2 separate regions of the Sus scrofa genome follow, and region 2 is linked to region 1. A link is a contact called in public Hi-C data. All regions are on one chromosome and are shown on one strand. The core of a region is the stretch at or near the end of the contact, and the rest is flanking DNA. Distances in the headings are between cores, read along the strand shown. Region 1 holds the start of LOC100737030 (keratin, type I cytoskeletal 42). Region 2 has its middle 24 kb from the start of KRT19.

Region 1 (3,731 bases), core at 1,204-3,703:
CACTGCGCCATGATAGGAACTCCAGAACTGGGAATTTTTTAAGACTTGAAGGCTAAAGAGTAGATGTTAAGAGAGGGCAGCACCCAGGAGGCAAAAGCAATAAACACGTCCTGGGCCTCAGAGCCCATCTGGGGCCCTAGGTTCTGAGACGTGATGCTGGGCAAAGCTCGGGTTCCAGACTGAGCCCAAGGCCAGTTTGTTACCAGCCCCAGGGCCTCAGAGGGACCATCTGGACCCGCCCCTCACCCATCTCCCTGCACTGGCGGCTGATTGAACCCAGAGAGGCCGGTCAGTGACTCAGAGGCCTGGTTCACTGGGCTCTCGGGGTTGGTGGAGAGGAGCTGGCTGACCCCAGAGCTCAGCCCACTGACTCACCAGGGCTCCCCTGGGCTCCCTGCTGCCCGGACCAAGCCCAGTATCTGATCTGGCACTCCCAGCAGCTCTGTTTCCAGGGAGCAATTGCAGGAATTCCCTTCCTGGCGCGGATCCCTGGCAGGAGCAGTCACAGCCCCTCACAGGGGCCAACGGTGGGCCTGGTTCTCCACCAGGAAACCAAGCAGACCTGACCCCCCGCCAGCCAGTCCCAGACCCAGCGCTTCCCAAGCCCTTGGCTCTCGCACCTCTTTGACCTCTCACCTGCCTCGGAAGGCTGCAGCCCTGTAGGAACCTCCAGGGGCAAGGCCTGTGCAAAAGACCCAGGTGCCACGTTTACAGAATGCCAAGGTCACGTCCCTAAAGGTCAGGAGTGTGTGGTGTGTGTGTGTGTGTGTGTGTGTGTATGCGTGCGTGTGTGTGTGTGTGTGTGTGTGTGTGTGTGTGTGTGTGTGTGTTGTCTCCTCCAGCAGATTAAGTCAGAAAAAATCTTCCCCCTGTGTGCTTCCAGTCTGAGTGAGAAGGCATAGCTCTGGGAGTTCCTGTCGTGGCACAGTGGTTAACGAATCCGACTAGGAACCATGAGGTTGCAGGTTCGATCCCTGCCCTTGCTCAGTGGGTTGACGATCCGGCATTGCCGTGAGCTGTGGTGTAGGTTGCAGACGTGGCTTGGATCCCACGTTGCTGTGGCTCTGGCATAGGCCAGGGGCTACAGCTCCGATTAGACCCCTAGCCTGGGAACCTCCATATGCCGCGGGAGCGGCCCTAGAAAAAAAGGCAAAAAGACAAAAAAAAAAAAAAAAAAGAAAGAAAGAAAAGAAGAAAACACAGCTCCTTTCCCCAGGGACTCCTGCCTCAGTCTGCAAGGAGAGACAGCCTCTGCCCTTAGGGACACCCAGAGGGACCATCACAGAAGGAGTAAGAAGGACCCACAACCAAAGCAGCTGTGAGAACATGTCAGACTCAGTGAAATCAGCACAGTGAGCAAAGCACAGGTGGAACCTCAAAGTGTAGAAGGGACCCCAAGATCTGAGGATAAAAGCCAAGTGCCATCCATTCAAGGAGGACTGCCTGGAGGAGGTGAGGCAGGCGAGGGAGTGGAGAGGATTCAGAAGGGTATGGGATCATGAAAAGGAGACATCCAGCCTCATCCCCCAGCAGCCACCTGGGTCCATGCTAATCTCCATACCCGGAAGGCCTTCTGCTGCCCTCAAGGTTCTGAAGCCTTCCCTGCCCACGTCCCCATCACCCACCCCAAATGCCCTCGCCCAGAAGGAGGCGCTCCAAACAGCCACCCGGTATGGGACGTCCTCCAGGACTTGGACCAGTGGCGGGCACAGGGCTGTGATCCAGAGCAAGGGAGAGAGTGAAGGAATGAAGGAAGGAAGGATGGAGACGTAGCAGGGAGAAGAAATGTCTGCCAGGTCCAAAGCTGAGACGGCGTGAGTCAGAAGCAGGTACCAAGGACAGAGGCCCGGCCGCTCCCACCTTGCTCCGCAGGTCCTCGATGGTCTTGAAGTAGGCGCTGTAGTCGCGGGCAGGCCCGGGGCCCTGCTTCTTGTACCAGTCGTGGATCTTCACCTCCAGGTCGGCGTTGGCCTCCTCCAGGGCGCGCACCTTGTCCAGGTAGGAGGCCAGGCGGTCGTTGAGGTTCTGCATGGTCTCCTTCTCACTGCCCCCCAGCAGGGCGTCGGCCACGCCAAAGCTGGAGCCGAAGCCCCCGCCCAGGCTGCAGGTGTAGCCCCCGCTGTAGCCACCCCCCAACCCCGCGGAGAAGCGGGACGAGGCCATGGACATGTTGCCGCAGGTACCGGCTCCCAGGAGGCTGGGGGCCCGGCAGGCGCCCCCAACGCGGATGGAGGAGACCCGAGAGAAACCCCCGCCGGGCACACACAGGCCCTTGACGGAGCCGGAGGTTGAGAACTGGCGGATGCTGGTCGTGGTGGCCATGGTGTCCACAAGTCGGATGGAGGATCTGGTCTGGACAGAGACCCCGGGCAGCCCTTTATAGCCAGGCTCAAAGGGGGGCTGGGTCCCTGGCCCTTGAAGTCAGAGCCAAACCCCCAGCCATGTAATTTGCTGCCACACCAGCCGCCCAGGGCCTGGGGCTCAGGCCGGACACACAGATCTCATCCGTGGGCCCCCTCCCCCGGCAGGAGCCTGGCCTGGGCACGAGGGCCTCTCAGCAGCCCATTGTCTGTTGGAAACAAAAGTGGGGCTGGAGCCGCAGCCCCGGGGCAGGGTGATCCTCCATCCTCAGCGGCAATTAGGCGGCTGAGCTCATTCTTGGGGGGAGACTAGAGAACAAGGCTCCACAGGCCTGGAGCCTGGGGCTGGGCTAGCCCCTCGCCCAGGATTCCTGAGTTCCAGATGCGGGCGCGCAGCCTCTCCCAGGCACAACCGGGCCCTGAGGCCACTCCCCAGGCTGGAGGGGGTGGGGGGGCGAAGCAGCCTCTGATCTGAGGGCCTCCCCCACTCCCACCCCATCTCCTGGGGTCATTCTAGGTCTGTGGGAGGAGAGGCACCCCTGGCCTGGACGCTGCCCTATCAGAGGCAAACAGACAGCAGAGCTTCAGATGCAAGCTTTCGGGAATCCGGTCCAAGAGCCTCAGTTGCCTCGTTTGTAAAATAAGGGTAAGGCCTGCTTCCCACAGTCTTTGACACCTGGGAGCCAGGAGGTCACCCTCGGGTGAGTCTGTGACATCGGTCAAGCTGGGCTGATGGAGAGGAAGCAGCAGAGTTTCGGGTGACCGCTCCTGCTCATCGCCCCCCACCCTGTACCCCTGTACCTGAGGAAAGACACTCCCCAGGGGCTCCCCGAGGAAGTGTGGGGTGCAGGGCCTGTGTGGCGGGCAGCTCTCCACCCATGGCGCCACGCCCTGGGGAAGGGCGGCCCCTGCGAGGGAAAAAGCGCAATCCCACATCCTGGCTGCTGGCACCTGCCCGCACCGACAAAGAGATTACCAACCTAATCTCCTCGGTGCTAATGATTTAGGCGCTGCCAGGACCCTGGCGTCTGCACGGGGCCTGTCTGAATGGGGAGCTTCCAGGGGCGGCGAGGCCCTGGGGCCAGGCAGGGGTGGGAGTGGGGGGGGCACGTGGGTGGCCTGGGCTCTCAGCCCACCCACAGGGACAGGGAGGGAGTTGGGGTTCCACGAGGATCAGAGCTGTTGTGCTGAGGCCAGACTGCTGGGCGGACTTCCTGCCTAGAAAGTGGGTGGCCTCGCTCGCAAGGGTGTCTCCTTGCTTGGACAGTGGGGGCTGCACGAGCTACTGAGAGAGGGACAACCTGGACTTTATCCTGCTCCCACCCTGCCCGTAAAGTCCGGGGGTCCCCAGGGTTGCTGGAGGTGGGGAGG
Region 2 (3,955 bases), core at 314-2,813, 78 kb before region 1:
CAGTGGAATGAATGCCACACAGTGGCACTAACCGGCGCCCAAGGGCCCACCCGTCCTTCTGGGGCAATATTTGCTCCCTCAACTCAAGAGGCCAACTATGTTTATTTGGAAATGGGACAGACTCTGGCCTTTCAGCTTCCCCAGGCCTGTTTCCCCCAAACCACACCTCCCTGCAACTGCACACCTGGTGCTGGCAGCAGCTGCAGGTGTCCTGCTCAGCCGGCCCCTCCACCTGCAGGGTCCTCACTCTCAGCCATCACAGGTCCAAGCCGGACCCTCCAAAGGTGTGCAAGTCCTAATGCCCAGAACTGGTGAACATGCATCCCACGTGGCAAAAAGGGACCAAGCAGATGTGATGAAGTTAAGGCTCTTGCAATGGATCATTGTCCCGGATCATGGAAAAGGGCACCAGGTGATCACAAGGGGCCTTGTAAGAGGGAAGCAAATGGTCCAGAGGTGGCCCTGGAAAGAGAGGTTGGAGTGATACACTTTGGCCGCACCTGCCATATGGAAGTGCCCAGGCTAGGGATCAAATCGGAGCTGCAGCTGTCGGCCTACCTATGCCACAGCCACGGCAATGCCAGATCCTTAATGAGGCCAGGGATCAAACCTGCATCCTCCGAGATACTAGTCAGGTTCATAACCCACTGAGGCACAATGAGAAATCCCTGGAGTGGTGCACTTTGGAGGAGGAAAGGGCCAAAAGCCTAGGAACCCAGGCGGCCCTGGAAGCTGGAAAAGACCAGGAAACGGATTCTCCCCCAAAACCTCCAGGAGGAACGCCATTCTGCAGAGACCTTGATTTTAGCCTGTAGGACCCATTTCAGGCTTCCGAAACTCCGGAACTGTAAGATAGTAAGCTTGTGTTGTTTTAAGCCACTGAGTCTGTGGTAACTTTTTCAAGCAGCAGCAGGAAATCAATACACCACCTTCAAGGCCCTGTGACTGCTGTCACCCTCTGCTCCCCAACTCCTTCCCACCTCTGACCTGCCTTGAGCTTTATCTGACCCTCTCCTGGGGCTGTCCCACCCCACATCTCCTGGTGATAGCTTATAGCCTCTGATCTCCTCAACCAGGTGATGAGTTTCCTGGGGGCAAGGTTTATATTTTATCATATTGATTATATTTATATTTGTCTCCCACCCCCTGATAATTCTATCGCTTCCTTCCAGAACTAGTCTCCACCCTTCTCGGCCTGGCTCTGTGCCCCAAGGCTGATCTCCGCGGCCCCTTTGGATCAGCCAATGGGAAGCGGCTGCCGGAGGTGGGCGGGAGGCAAGAGCGAGGCGGGCACGTACTCCCCCTGCAGGGCAGCTGAGGTCACTGCTCCTGCGGGGCAGCCCTCTGCGCAGAGCCCTCCCCAGCTCCCGGCTCCCCTCCCCTACTGGCCCCTTCAGTTTCCAGGCTCCCCTCCCCCCATTGCTACCCCATCCTTGCTCCTGTCCAGACCTCCAAAAACAGTTCTTCCTCTAAAGTGCATTCAGCTGACCCTGAGTGTCAGCATATCCTGCAGGCACCCTGAGCCATGCCGGTGTGGCTCAAGTCCCAGTGGGAGGTCAGCTGCCCTGGACCTGGTGCAAGTGCAGACACCGCCCCGTCTGTCTGTCTTAGATGGTATCCCCACCAGGGCTGGGAGGGGCCCACGGGGCATTCTCCTCCACCCCCAGCCCCAGGAGCAGGAAGAATGGCCTTAGCAAGGGGGAAGGGCGGGGAGCAGAGGCGGTGGGCAGCAGAAGAGGGGAGAGAAGCAGCCTGACCCTCATCGGTTCCCTGGACCATGCCCCCCACACAGGCACACACGCTGAGCTGTCCCAGGGCACATTTCTCCTGTAGCTCCACCCCTGCTCCCGGAGCACACCCGCAGGATAAGAGCTGGTGTGGGGCTGGCGCCGCCGGTGCCATGCCCTCGCCTCCTTCCGCAGGGCTGCCTCCAAGCCTGGTATCTGGTGCCTGGTGCTGCCGGACTTGGCCGGCCCCCGCACTCCCGCCCCTTCACTCCACAGTGTCTGGGCTGCTGAGTGATTCAGCCCACATCCTTCACACCCTGCCCAGGCCCTGGCCCTGATCCCGCCAGCCCTGGCCGCTCTCAGCGCCATCGCCGCACCGGCTGCAACAGCCTGAGCAGTGCGGCCCACGCCCTGCACCCCAGAGTCCAGGGAAGCTCACCCCTGCCTCAGGGAGACACAGCAGGGCTCTGATGGCACAGCCTGGACCCTGCAGCCCCACATTTCCTACACCAGCTACCCAAGATGAGGCACCAGGACATAATTCGTTATGTCCACTTCTTACAACAATCTTCCCAGAGATATCATAACCACCCGTCTCACAGATGATACTGCGGCACAGAAAATTAAGTGACTTGCTGAAGGACACAGGGACAGGGGGCCGGGGAGCTGCTGTCCTTAGTAGCTGGCTGGTCTCAGTACCCGTGACAAGGATCCTGCCTGCCCACCTCCCCAGGCTATTCGGAGGTTCCGAGAGAAGAGGGGATCACAAGGCGGATCAGAGGCGGTGGGGTCCACTCCGGAGCTTCAACCAGTAGTTGCCGGCTCAGGGCGGGGCGGGGGCGGGGGGGGACTGACAAAGCTCCTCCCTTTGTCTTCAGCAGGCTGAGCGCCCTCCGCAGGTTCAAGCGGGACTCCCGGGACCCGGCCAACTCGGCGCCAAAGCGCCCCCTGGAGGTCCCGGGACCTGGCCAACTCGGCGCCGCCCTGACAATTGATACAGCCCCCCTCTTACTGCATTTCTGACTGTGCCCAGTTCTTAGGGTTAGAGGGGTCGGTCTGGGAAAGGACAGGCCCTACACTCCAGGCTACTCCCCGGCCCCCCTATGGAGAGCAGACGGGCACCGAGCTGAGAGGGGTACGAAGAAAGAGTCCCAGAAAGACTGGAAGTCCAAAGACTCCGATTCTAGCTGCGTGACCCTAGGCATGTGTCTTTCCTTCTTTGGGCAACAAAGGAGTGAAGGAGGCCATCGAAGGAAAGATACCTCCCCTCTTAGCGCTAAGATTGTCCGACACCAGTTTCCTCGGGTGTAAAATGGCCACAAGGGGCCGCTGCAGCCACAGCTGTGAAGGAATCGGAAGCTGATGGAAACTGCCCGCATTTCCCAATTTAACGACCCTGGCTTTTGCCACCCCCCATCCGCCCCCCCCCCCCAGGCCATCAGCCCAGCCTCCTTCCTCCCAGTACCATCCTTGCTGGCATCATAATGTCACTCAAATGTTTAAAACCTTCCCAGAATAGGCCAGTGCCCTGGATTCCCAGTTCTATTCAGGGTGGAATTTCATGGGACCCTTAGGAGATCAAGCTATGGAAAGCTGAACAAATTAGGAGGATAGATCTAGTGAGATCTAGAAACACTCCCAAATCTCTTGTAAGGGGATGAGACAAGTTGCCAAAAGGAAATCCCACCAGCCATGGAATCCCATGCACGTGGGCTCAAAACCAAGGAGGTAGGGAGTTCCCGACCAGCTGTTGATCCTTAGACAAGTCACTGAACCTCTCTGAACTTTGGTCCCCCCAGAACCACCTTATAGGAGGAAACACTCTGGGAGGAATGGGGTTAGTATTTGAACTGGGGCGGGGGGGGCTACCACCAAGCTCCCACGACCCCCAGCAGTTGCCCTGCACAGATAGGAAATGTGGGTGTAAGCAAGGGGCTCATAGCAGCCTCGGCGCAGCCCCCAAGATTGCTCTAGAAATTGAACACTAGAGGATTCCACAGCCTAACCCTTCCACACTGTTGGTGGAAATGTAAATTGAAGCAACCACTGTGAAGAACAGTATGGAGATTCCTCAAAAAAACTGAATATAGAGTTGCCATACGATGCAGCAACCTCATTCCTAGGCATATATCTGGACAGAACTATAATTCAAAAAGATAAATGCACCCCCATGTCCACAGCGGCACTATTCACAATAACCAAAACATAGAAACAATCTGTGTCCATCA

The links. Hi-C and Micro-C count contacts between places; a contact is called where the count stands out from the background.
Region 2: a Hi-C map of omental adipose tissue shows a contact between it and region 1, with 1.9 times the contacts expected there. The contact joins the enhancer-like site here to the promoter of LOC100737030 in region 1. A contact is called at or near these places in 18 of 47 Hi-C or Micro-C datasets (alveolar macrophages, brain, embryonic fibroblasts and 11 more) and 1 of 2 datasets of contacts at active chromatin or transcription factors (skeletal muscle).

The regions. Positions count from the first base shown.
Region 1 is chr12:21,012,904-21,016,634 of Sscrofa11.1, reverse strand. It overlaps LOC100737030 (keratin, type I cytoskeletal 42), which reads right to left and starts at 2,453. Exons shown (of 8, transcript XM_003482983.3): 1 at 1,861-2,453. The coding sequence starts at 2,322.
Region 2 is chr12:21,089,474-21,093,428 of Sscrofa11.1, reverse strand. No RefSeq gene overlaps it. Among named protein-coding and RNA genes, the nearest start is that of KRT19, 24 kb to the left of the region's middle. Within about 2 kb of position 1,563, at least 26 of the 83 cell types and tissues checked have an H3K27ac peak or open chromatin away from gene starts, as enhancers often do. A contact at or near this core is called in omental adipose tissue, where this site is marked.